2 separate regions of the Mus musculus genome follow, and region 2 is linked to region 1. Evidence: chromatin contacts called from public Hi-C data. All regions are on one chromosome and are shown on one strand. Each heading gives the region's core, a stretch centred on a gene start, on an enhancer-like site or on the middle of the called end of the contact. The rest is flanking DNA. Distances are from core to core; before and after follow the strand shown.

Region 1 (5,167 bases), core at 253-2,752:
CCCAACCGTGCACTCACGTTAGCTGGGAGGATCTCAGGCTGCCCATGGGCGGGGCTGACGGAGGGAAGCAGACTAGGCCTCTACCATATCTGTGGGAGGGACTTCCAAGGACCGAGACTGAAGAAACAGCGCGAAACAGGAGACACTGGGAGGAGAGGCGGAGACCGACACTTAGTAGGGCTGTTCCTAGTCCCCAATACAGCTTGTCTGAGAGGATGCGGAGAAGCCATAATGTCTGTGCTGGAGCCCTTGAGGTCTCCAGGAAAAAAAAAAAAGGCATGGGGAAGGGGCTGAGTGGAAGGGGTGCTGATGGATAGGCGAGCAGAGCCCAAGAGTCAGTAGGCCCTGCTCCCCCCCACCCCCTCAACGCTCAGAGGGGTTTGTTGTCCTAGAGGACCTGGCGTTCCGCGGGCGCGATGCTCTGGGAATGCCCGGCGGAGTTGGCTGTCTTGTCCTGGCATGCACATTCCGAGCGGGGCCTTTTGCTCCCTGAATCACGAACTGTGAGCCCTTCACAGCAAGATTAAGAGCACTACCCATTCCGGGAGCACCTCCGCCCTCTGAGGCTCTCTCTGGGAGCAGCCTGTCCGGGCCTGGAAAAACTAGAGTCCCTTTGCAGGGACGCTCACAGACAGGGGAGTGCTGTGTCTCCGGTTGTGTGACAAGAGGACCTGTGCCTCAGATCCTTCCATTATCTGGGGTGAGCGAAGAGAAGGGGAGGGATGCGAGAGCGGTGAGGAAGGCGCCCTTAGCCAGTAGGTCTCCTGTATCTTCTGCTCCCGGTCGTCCCTAGCTATAGCGTCACCAATATCTAAGTCAGCACTGGGGGACTTCGGCTGGTTCACCTCTCGCCCCCAGACAGAAGGCAGCCCTACACCTAAAGCTCCTCCCCGGGGTTTGGGCCTCCGGGCCCTCCTCCAGGTTCGCACTGCTCTAGCCCCAGTGCAGCGAGAAGGGCAGGCGGTGCGCGGGGCTCTAGGGTGGGGACGGCCACCTGGGGGCACCTTTCCCGCCCTCCCAATACTCAGCGCCATCCTCCCCAACGCCATTCCCCCCTCAGTCCAGCCCGGCCCGGGCACCTTAGAACTTTCGCCCGCTGGCCTAGCTTCCACTTGTCCCGGCAGACGCGCGTGGGGTCCGCGTCCGGAGCTGCCTGCTCCACAGCCCTGCTCCGGCGATGCCCTGTTTCCTGTTCAACAATATAACCGGCGGAGAGCGCTCGGCAGAACTTCCTCCCAAGCCGGGACTGGGCTGTGCTTGCAAGAGACAATCCCCGGTGTCCTGGCTTCCTGTCCCCTCTGGGCCGGGCCAGCGCTCTAGGAGCAGAGACGCCACCCTCCCCCCTCTTCCCCAGGATCCTGGGCCACACCTGACTGTCTCCGGGGAGGAGGCGGTGGCAGGGCCTGGATGGAGATCTGCGGGGGAGGCAGTTTCTCTCAGCTTCTGACCAGATTAGACTCCCACTGACCCTCATCCTTGTCGGAGGAAGTCACCGGCCACTCTGCAGGCGGCCGAAGTGCAGTTGCGGGATCCTCCCATTTTGGAAACTACCTGCCTCTTGGGAAAGCAGCCTTAGCACTCTGAGGTGTGCCTGTGAACACTTCTGACAAAGGCAAGACCCAGTTTTTATTTTCTCTGGCTTCCAAGAAAGAGTGGGGTTCAACTAGATGCTCCATTAGGGGCCGCTGAGCAGAGAAGGGAGCCCCCCACCCCCACTAGGCCGATGTTCCTCTAGTGTCGCAGGGCTAAGGGTTCAGCTGGACAGCCCTCCACCAATTCCTTTTTCCATATTTTGACTTGACTAGTTTTGTCCACTAACAAGTCCACACTGAGGTGGGTATCTTAGGATCCATTAGGGAAGGCACAAAATGAAGGGGTGAGCTCTTTCCCTCCACTCTACCTTTGTCCTTTCCTAGTTGCCCTAGTCACTCTGCCAGCCAGCCAGGTCCTTGTCCATACAGCAACCTGATGCCCAACTGTGCCACAAGCTAGCCTGTATAGACATGGGAGTACCCATGAGTCTCAATTTACTCCCATTACATGCTTGTGGGGACGGTTAAACGAAATAGACACTAAACACAACGATGGTGAGCGCATGTATTTTATTAACCTGTTCCTTTCATTATAGGAGGCACTTTCTGGGGATGAGAACTCCAGTTTGCCCATCCCCCTCTAGACAGGGGAAAGGGGAAACTGCCCTCAGAGGCACTGTGCTGAAGGTGGAAAGACAACCAAAGACAGCAGCAGCAGCAGCGCAAGTGCCAGGCGCCTCCCCCGGGCCTGCCACCCCCAACCTCCAAATCCAGTTCCTCTCCCTTTGCTCTGAGCCCTGAGAACCTGCCTCAAAGATGGCCAAGGAGCACCCACCCACTGGCTGAGGGCGCTCAAGGCCAGGAAACGAAGCCCTGGATGTTGTCTTTTTCTGTCCCATTTTTCTGCAACCTGGTTTCCCTAGGAATTAATCTGTTTCCTTCTTTTGTCCTAACAGGGGCAGTGGGGGGTGGGGGTGTTTGGTGGGGGTGGGGGCTTCTCCTGGAGCTCCTGGGGAAGGCTAGCAGTAGACAGGCCTCTGGAGTCTTTAATCCGTGAGTGTAGGTGCCAGGGCCCGGTTTCCTTGTTTGCCTCTCTCCATGCCCAGAGTCCTGCTTTTACAGGGTGTGTGTGTGTGTGTGTGTTTGAGAGAGAGAGAGAGAGAGAGAGAGAGAGAGAGAGAGAGAGAGAGAGAGAGAGAAAGGCACCCACCTGCGCCCGCAGCCTACATTCCCTCACTTACCTCTTCTCCCTCGCTGCTTGGTCAGGCAAGTGTGCTCCATGGACCCTGAAATGCTCAGTGCATAGGACTAAGGGGAGCCAGGTAGTGTTTCCCCAGAGCCAAATGATTGAGATTCAGAAACAAGACTGCTTAGAAAGGCCAGCTCTTTACTGCAAAATCACTCAAATACCACACAGCAGCAGTTTCTCCTCTGCACTGCCAAGGCTCACTTGTCAGAATATTGCATAAAATAGCATTTTTTCCAATAGTGTGGGCACTGCTGAGGTTCACGTGAGCACTCTTCTGGTGGGGGCAAGTCTCTCACTTGAGCAGTCAGTCAGTCGCTTAGTCAAGGACAGGGCCAGCTCTTATGCTCGCAGCCCAGACACTGGGAGGGCTCCATCTCCTAGACAGGTTCTGGAATACCCTCATGTGACAGGCCCACAGGGGACAGACTCTTGCCCATTCAGGATCCCAAAACAAGGAAAGGAGGCTCTGATCAGGTTGTAGTTTGGGGGACGTGTTAATGCTAGCTCGGGGGTGCAGATAGAGATACACTGGGTGGTTCTGGGGGCTTTGGTGTTTCAACCACTGGTGAGCGCTGTCTTCCATGACGGACAGATGAACTCTTGGCAGCCTCTGCCATCTGCCTTCCTACTCCTATGTTTTATTGCACAATTCAAGCTTCAGGTGACTCAGCTCATTCACCTCAGGGAGGGTGGGGTAACCTCCTCTAGACAGGACAGGCACATTTCCAGGGAGACCCTCCATTCCACCTGAGGCCCCTGGCTCTAAGTGCTCTGGGGTAGCCAGAGGGTTCAGGGGTTCAGGAGAGGAGAGCAGAGCAGAGCGCATCCCCACGCCCCTACATGCCTCAGGGCTGTGACCATCAACTTGAAAACAATTCCAGGATGTGGCCATCAGACCCAAGAGCCTCTTGAGGGCAACCCTACTCCTGGGAAGCCCTTTGGGTGCTGCAGTGTCCTGCTGGGCAGGGTGAAAACTCAAGAAATGCTATGAACTCAAGGCTTTGTGAGACTAAGGGTGGTGAAGCTCTGCAGGCAGCTTTGGGGCAAATTCTCCTCTCTCTGCAGCCCAAGGATGGCACCTCTCCACAGATGGAGCTTGGAGCTCTCTGGTTTCTAGCCTACTCTACCCTGCAGGGTAAGGGGGCATGGGGATGAGGTGGGCAAGGTCATGGCCTTCCTGAGCAGGGAAGGCTCAAAGTGCTGACAGTGCTGGTGCTGGTCACCCCCTGCTCCTGCTGTGCTGTACTCACAGCTATTAGGTAAGCCAAGAGCTCCAACAGAGGGAGGGACGCTTTACAGGTGAGAACGTGAGGAGTGGAGGGAAAGGTGGCCACAGAACCCAGCCTCACAATGACAGGCCATTTGGCACATGACACTTGCACTCTTGGCAGTATGTGCCAGAAAGGGCAGAGGCAAAGCACCCAGTCCAGATAGGCTAACCCAGCAGAGGCCTGTCCACCCAGCTCCATGCCTGCCTGGGCTGGGGCTGCTCTCACCCATCTGGTCGGGCGAAGGGTTGTATTTCTTGGGTGACTTGGGTAGGTCAAGAATAAAAAAATATTTTCTGTTTAACTATGAAGGGGGAAAAAACCTGCCTTAAAAAAACTAGACCTTTACTCAGGAGCATGGTGGCAATGCTCACCAGGCTTCGTTCCCACAGTGTACACATGAACAGCCCTAACGGAGGAGCCATGACAGCCGGGGAAGCCAGGCCCTGGGCAGAGGCACCTGCTGGATCCCCTCTTGGAGCAGAAGGGTTGTGAGGGGCCTCGGGCATCACTGGGACTTCCTGCGCCTTCTCGGTAGGCTGGAGCTCTGGGCACACCCGAGAGTCTTCCTTATAGGGAGAAGAGGAAGCCTAGGCCAATGACAGACCCAGATGGATGGCCCCAGAAAGTTGGGACAGCGGGGTTAACTGACAACGTTCTGTTCCTGGTACTTGCGCCGGCGGGCACATCGGGGACAGCCCTTCCTCACCACAGCCTGGCAGCTCTGATGGAAGACAGTTCTGCATTCAGCACACCTGAGGAGAGAGCATCGGGGGTTGCTGGTGCCATGGACAGAACCCAGAGAGGCTGAGTTGTCAGCAGCTGGCGCCCACATGTGCTACCCTCCTAATCCCTTGGAAAGCAGGTCAGATACTGAATCCTTAAGTGAACCCCATGCCCACTGATGTCCCATGTCACTCTTTGCCAGTGCTGCTTGACTGCTTACGTGACTATTCTAGCCTGTCTTTGGAGCAGTTTAAACAAGAGCCCAGGCCCAGAGCTGATACTGGCTGGTTTACCTACTGAAGGTACATAGATTATCCCCCTAGTTCAGCCTTCCACACCTACCTGGGGTGAGGGACGGCTGGGGTATATACCCTGTTCAGGGGCTTCTAATA
Region 2 (4,941 bases), core at 996-3,495, 580 kb after region 1:
AAATAAGCAAATAAATAGTTGCCGAGCTTAGAATTTTTTCAATATACTCTTTAAGAATCTAAGATGAATTCTTTTCTTTTGAATGAATTTGTAGAATTTGTTTATTTATATTTTGTGAGTATTGTTTGACACAGGATCTTGGTACAGAGCCTAAGCTAGCCTCAAATTCTCAATCCTCCTGCCTTAGCCTCCTGAGTGCTGGGATTATAGGCACGTACCACCACACCTGCCTCTGCTTCTATTTATTTTATTTTTATCACTCTGACTCCTCTTGATTGCATTTTTTCTATATTTATTTTTCTACTTTAAAAAATCTTTTTAATTTAATTTCCCATTATTATTCATATTTTTATTACTTCTGTGGTTACTCTGGATATCTATCTATATCTATCTATCTATCTATCTATCTATCTATATATATATATATATATATAGAGAGAGAGAGAGAGATCTATATATATAGATAGACATACATATATACATATATATATATATAAAACCTAAAGCTATCCAAGAAGCTCTCACTCCTTTCTGAGGAGAGCATCATAAAGTGTTTTGAGTCTACGCCAACCCTCACCCCATTCACTCAGGTGCAGCGGCCATCGTATGCTTAGTTCTAGCCGCTAAACGTCCACACGACCCCGCTGACTTCTTTTGATTACTAGCACTGCCATTGCTCTTGTTTTGAAACAGTCTCTTGCTATGTAGCCCAGCCTGGTCTCAGAGTCACAGCAATCCTCTGCCCCCGCAGCTAGGACTGGAGCCACCACACCTGGCTTCTTTAGACTTTCGGAACGGGCAGAACGATAGGTTCTTTGGCGGTCTCTCTTCAGATGATGGCTTCCTCACAGTTCCTCTCCAGGGGCCTGACTAGCCTGAGCGCCCTTCTCTGCCTTCTGTGTTCTCAGGACCTTTCCATTGCTTTCCACAACCTTGGAATCCCAAATAAATTTTTTTTCAAATATTTTATTTTTTCTGGCCACAAGTAGTTAGTCAATACAAAGTAAACTCAATTGTATTTTCATTGACTTTTTTGTCTAATTTTGGTTTTGTTTTTTTTTTTTTTTGTTTTTTTTTTTTGGTGTTTGGTTTTTGCTAGTATATTTTGACTTCTGGGGGGCAGTTATGGGGGTTTTTGTTTTGTTTTGGGTTTTTCAGTATGTTCCTTGGTTTTGTTTTCTAAGGAGAGTGTAGAATTTGATGTGTGGAGAAGTGGAGAGGATCTGGGAAGAGTTGACAGAGGAGGAAAGTGTGATTAGAATATATTGTATAAAAATTTGGGAGACAGGCAGGCAGATCTCTGTGTTTGAGACCAACCACTCTGTAGATATTACAGAGTGAGTTCCAGGACAATCAGCTAATTTCAGTATCTGAAGCCTTTGAAAATCCCATCTCCTTTTTTGTTTGTTTGTTTGTTTGTCTGTGATAGTGGTGGTTTGGGGTTTTTTGTTTTTGTTTTTTTTGGGGGGGTGTTTTTTTTTTGTTGTTGTTGTTTTGTTTTGTTTGCTATTTTGAGACAGGGTCTCACAATGTAACCTTGGCTGGTTTGGAACTCACTATGTAGACCAGGCCAGGCTTGGACTCAAGCATTCTCAAGAGTTGAAGCCTGCCTCTCCCTATCTATTTACTATGTGCACCTCATCTTGAGGAGGTCAGAGGACAGTCACGTAGGACTCGGTTCAGTTCTCTCCTTCTACCGTCTAGGTCCTAGGGATCAAACTCCGGAGCCATCAGGCTTGGCAGCCAGCGCCTTAACCCATGGAGCCATGGCATCAGCTCTCCAACCCATCTCTTTACTGCTTCTGCTGACTTCTCATTTGTGGAGTTTTGACTGTGTCATTTGTGACTCTGTGAGTGTGTGTGTGTGTGTGTGTGTGTGTGTGTGTGTGTTTATGTTTCAAGTTCCTTTTTAGGAACTTTCTGAGTCCTGAGGCTCTTGGAAGATGAGTTCTTCCAAGCAGCTTTCTGCTCACTGCTACTGGGCGGGGCATGGAGGTGCTGCCACTATTGGGCACACCTAACTACTAGCTTAGGAGTTTCAGACCAACCAAGTGGTATGAAATCAGAAGCCCAGACTTCAAGGTGATACAATGAGGAAAAAAAAAGTTAAGAGGATTTTGTTTTTGTTTGACCCAGCACCAAAGTGTGACAGGAAATTTTCCTTTCGTTTCCCTGGATGGAACAAGTTAATTCCTAGCTGACATTTATTATAAGGTGTATCCCCTGGAGGTACGATCTTTACTAAGAGGATTCTACCAAAACCACCAATGTTTACCTCCGGTCGCCAAGCTTCTCTGGAGGCAAAGGCACTCGGTGTCTAATCCCCACTTGCACATAGGTTCTGACCTGATTACTCCTTAAGCTCTAGCCAGTTACAGCTTGAATTCAAGTAGTTTTAAGATTTAGTCTTATTATTATTTATGTATATGTGTGTGCCACATGTGTACAGGAGTCTGCTAGGGCCAGAAGCAAGCATCAGATTCCCTGGAATGGAGTCACAGGCGCTTGTGAACTACCTGATACGGACGCTGGCCAAACTTGGGTCCTCCAACAGAACAGCAAGTGATCATAACCGCTAAGCCATTTCTCCAGCCCTGAGCACTTTACCTAGCACTTAAAACTTTTTGTGTGGGAAGATGGATGGGAGGAGCTAATTCAATATAGTGTAAGAAATAACTACAACTTCTCAGCTATCTGAAAAACTGAATGCCAGCAGAGAATTTAGAGAGGAGAAAAGACGACCTTGAAGTTTATAAATATCAAGATTGCAGATCCATTAAACAACAAAAAAAGAAAGGACCTTCAACAATTCCCAAGGGACCACCTTGGAGAAGTAAGATGCAGAGTCAACAGTTCTCCACCTTCTCAGGAAGCAGAGCTACCTGGAGCATCTGCTGAAGGGGAGGGCGGAGTCTGGGACTCGGCCTGAAGCAAGCCCGAGGAGCTCTTTCTTGGCCAGTTCTCAGGTGATGCTGACCACGCTGGTCTGCACAACACTCTGAGAATTGTTGTACTCAGGATACATAAACTGGAGAGATGGCTCAGTAGCTAAGAGCACTGGCTGCTCTTCCAGAGGTCCTGAGTTCAATTCCCACCACAGGCACAACTGTCTACAGCTCCAGTTCCAGGCGTTTTGAGGCCCCTCTTCTGGCTTCCCCAGGGATACATGTAGTGCACAGAAACATATGCAGACAAAACATATACACATAAAACAACACATTATGTTTTTTTTAAGCTACTGACACACATACAAACAAACAGGGACCATGGCAGCCTCCACAGGGCCTTCACAGATTCAAGCCAGACAGGTTCTCAGCACTGAGAGAGGGACATGGACACAGGCTCCCATCCCTAACCAAGAAGCTATTTTCAACTGACATCCACTTGCAAAAAAAACACAACAACTATATTTCCTCCAAAAAAAGTCTTAATAGATATATTAAGCACACTTATGTGTAGACCCTATGAACAACAGCAGATGGCCAACACAAAGTGAACTCAATAGTATTTTTGTAGACTCTTTGTCTCACAGGGCCTTGTTTGGGCATCATTTGTTCTACTACCCATTTGCCATATATATATATATATATATATATATTTAGTTTGTGTCTTATGAGTTTTGAGTGGGTTTTATTTATGTGTGTGTATTTCTTTTCTTTTCTTTTCTTTTCTTTTCTTTTCTTTTCTTTTCTTTTCGGTTTTTGGAGACAGGGTTTTCTCTGTGTAACCCTGGCTGTTCTGGAACTCACTCTGTATCCCAGGCTGGCCTCGAACTCAGAGATCCGCCTGCCTCTGCCTCCCAAGTGCTGGGATTAAAGGCCTGCGCCACCACTGCCCGGCGTCCTTTTTCTTTTAATTATGATTTGTTTCTTTTGTTTGCCTGTTTATTTTCTAAATAGAGAAAGAAAGAGTGTAGGGTTGGGTGGGTGGGGAAGATCTGGGGGAACTGGAAGAGGGAAAACCATGATCAAAATGTATTGAATTATTTCTCACACACACACACACACACACACAGACACACACATTAGAATACAAGCACTGTGTATATAGTAATACTCAATATACCACATCACTTAATTTAGCAAACACGAATTAAACTTATATTGTTTAATTCACTCTAAACTGATTTGAAGGCTAAATAATAATAATAAAAAAAGACTCAATTTATCTACAGGTAGAGAAAAAGAGTTATATTAGAGCCAAGTGGTTGTTTACATTAGTTCTACGTTATGAACAGTTAGGATAATACAAGAAGCAACAGTATTACTTAGGAGTATCTGACGGCTCAGTTGAGGAGATAACAGTAATTCTGAACTATACTTCAAAGGAGCTGGTTTGTTCCGCAATAGCTTACCGAGTGTAATGCATCCATTCCAGGCTCTGTTCTAAACAGGGGGAACTAAACCCGCTCTTAACACAAAATATCATCAGTATCATTCCTTAGGAGAACATGTCTTGGTAACGACAGCTAATTAAAAAAAAAAAAAAAATCCCCAAAGAAGAGGTTCTTTAGAAGATCCAGAACTTGGTGACAATGCTGACATTGGTTGTCAAGTCACATATGAGCTTATGTGTTCATAAGCTTCAACATAAGACCTCTTTACAACAAAAGCAAATCCCACCGGTGTCTCTGTAAAACATTCCATGGGTCCAGTGATCTCAAAGCCCACTATTCTTACCTGAATGGTTTTCCCATTTTCTCCCCTGTTTTGTGAGATCCACTGAGTTTGTTCTAAAGGAGCTGAGGACAGAGACACCCTGCATGGTCCCTAAAGAGCTGCTGCCATGTCATCTGCTTCCTGTGCACAGCTAAAAGTGGCGACAAACTGTATACTTTTTGCCTTAAAACTGAAAACCAACCCCCCCGCCCCCCACAAAAGATAAAATCGGTTTAAAAACGTATTTAGCTGAATTTGATTAGTCTTTGTAGCTATCTTTATA

The links. Hi-C and Micro-C count contacts between places; a contact is called where the count stands out from the background.
Region 2: a Hi-C map of rod photoreceptor shows a contact between it and region 1, with 5 times the contacts expected there. The contact joins the enhancer-like site here to the promoter of Arhgap27 in region 1. A contact is called at or near these places in 7 of 39 promoter capture datasets (the 3T3-L1 cell line, cranial neural crest, hippocampal neurons and 3 more), 3 of 484 Hi-C or Micro-C datasets (embryonic stem cells and rod photoreceptor) and 3 of 115 datasets of contacts at active chromatin or transcription factors (embryonic forebrain, embryonic stem cells and stem cell-derived neural progenitor cells).

Annotation. Positions count from the first base shown.
Region 1 is chr11:103,362,190-103,367,356 of GRCm38.p6, forward strand. Arhgap27 (Rho GTPase activating protein 27) reads right to left here and starts at 1,503. Exons shown (of 18, transcript NM_001205236.1): 1 at 1,080-1,503; 2 at 18-145. It overlaps Plekhm1 (pleckstrin homology domain containing, family M (with RUN domain) member 1), which reads right to left. Exons shown (of 12, transcript NM_183034.2): 12 at 2,086-4,804. The coding sequence ends at 4,693.
Region 2 is chr11:103,944,221-103,949,161 of GRCm38.p6, forward strand. All of the region lies in intron 1 of Nsf (N-ethylmaleimide sensitive fusion protein), which reads right to left. Among named protein-coding and RNA genes, the nearest start is that of Nsf, 7.4 kb to the right of the region's middle. Within about 2 kb of position 2,246, at least 3 of the 459 cell types and tissues checked have an H3K27ac peak or open chromatin away from gene starts, as enhancers often do. A contact at or near this core is called in rod photoreceptor, where this site is marked.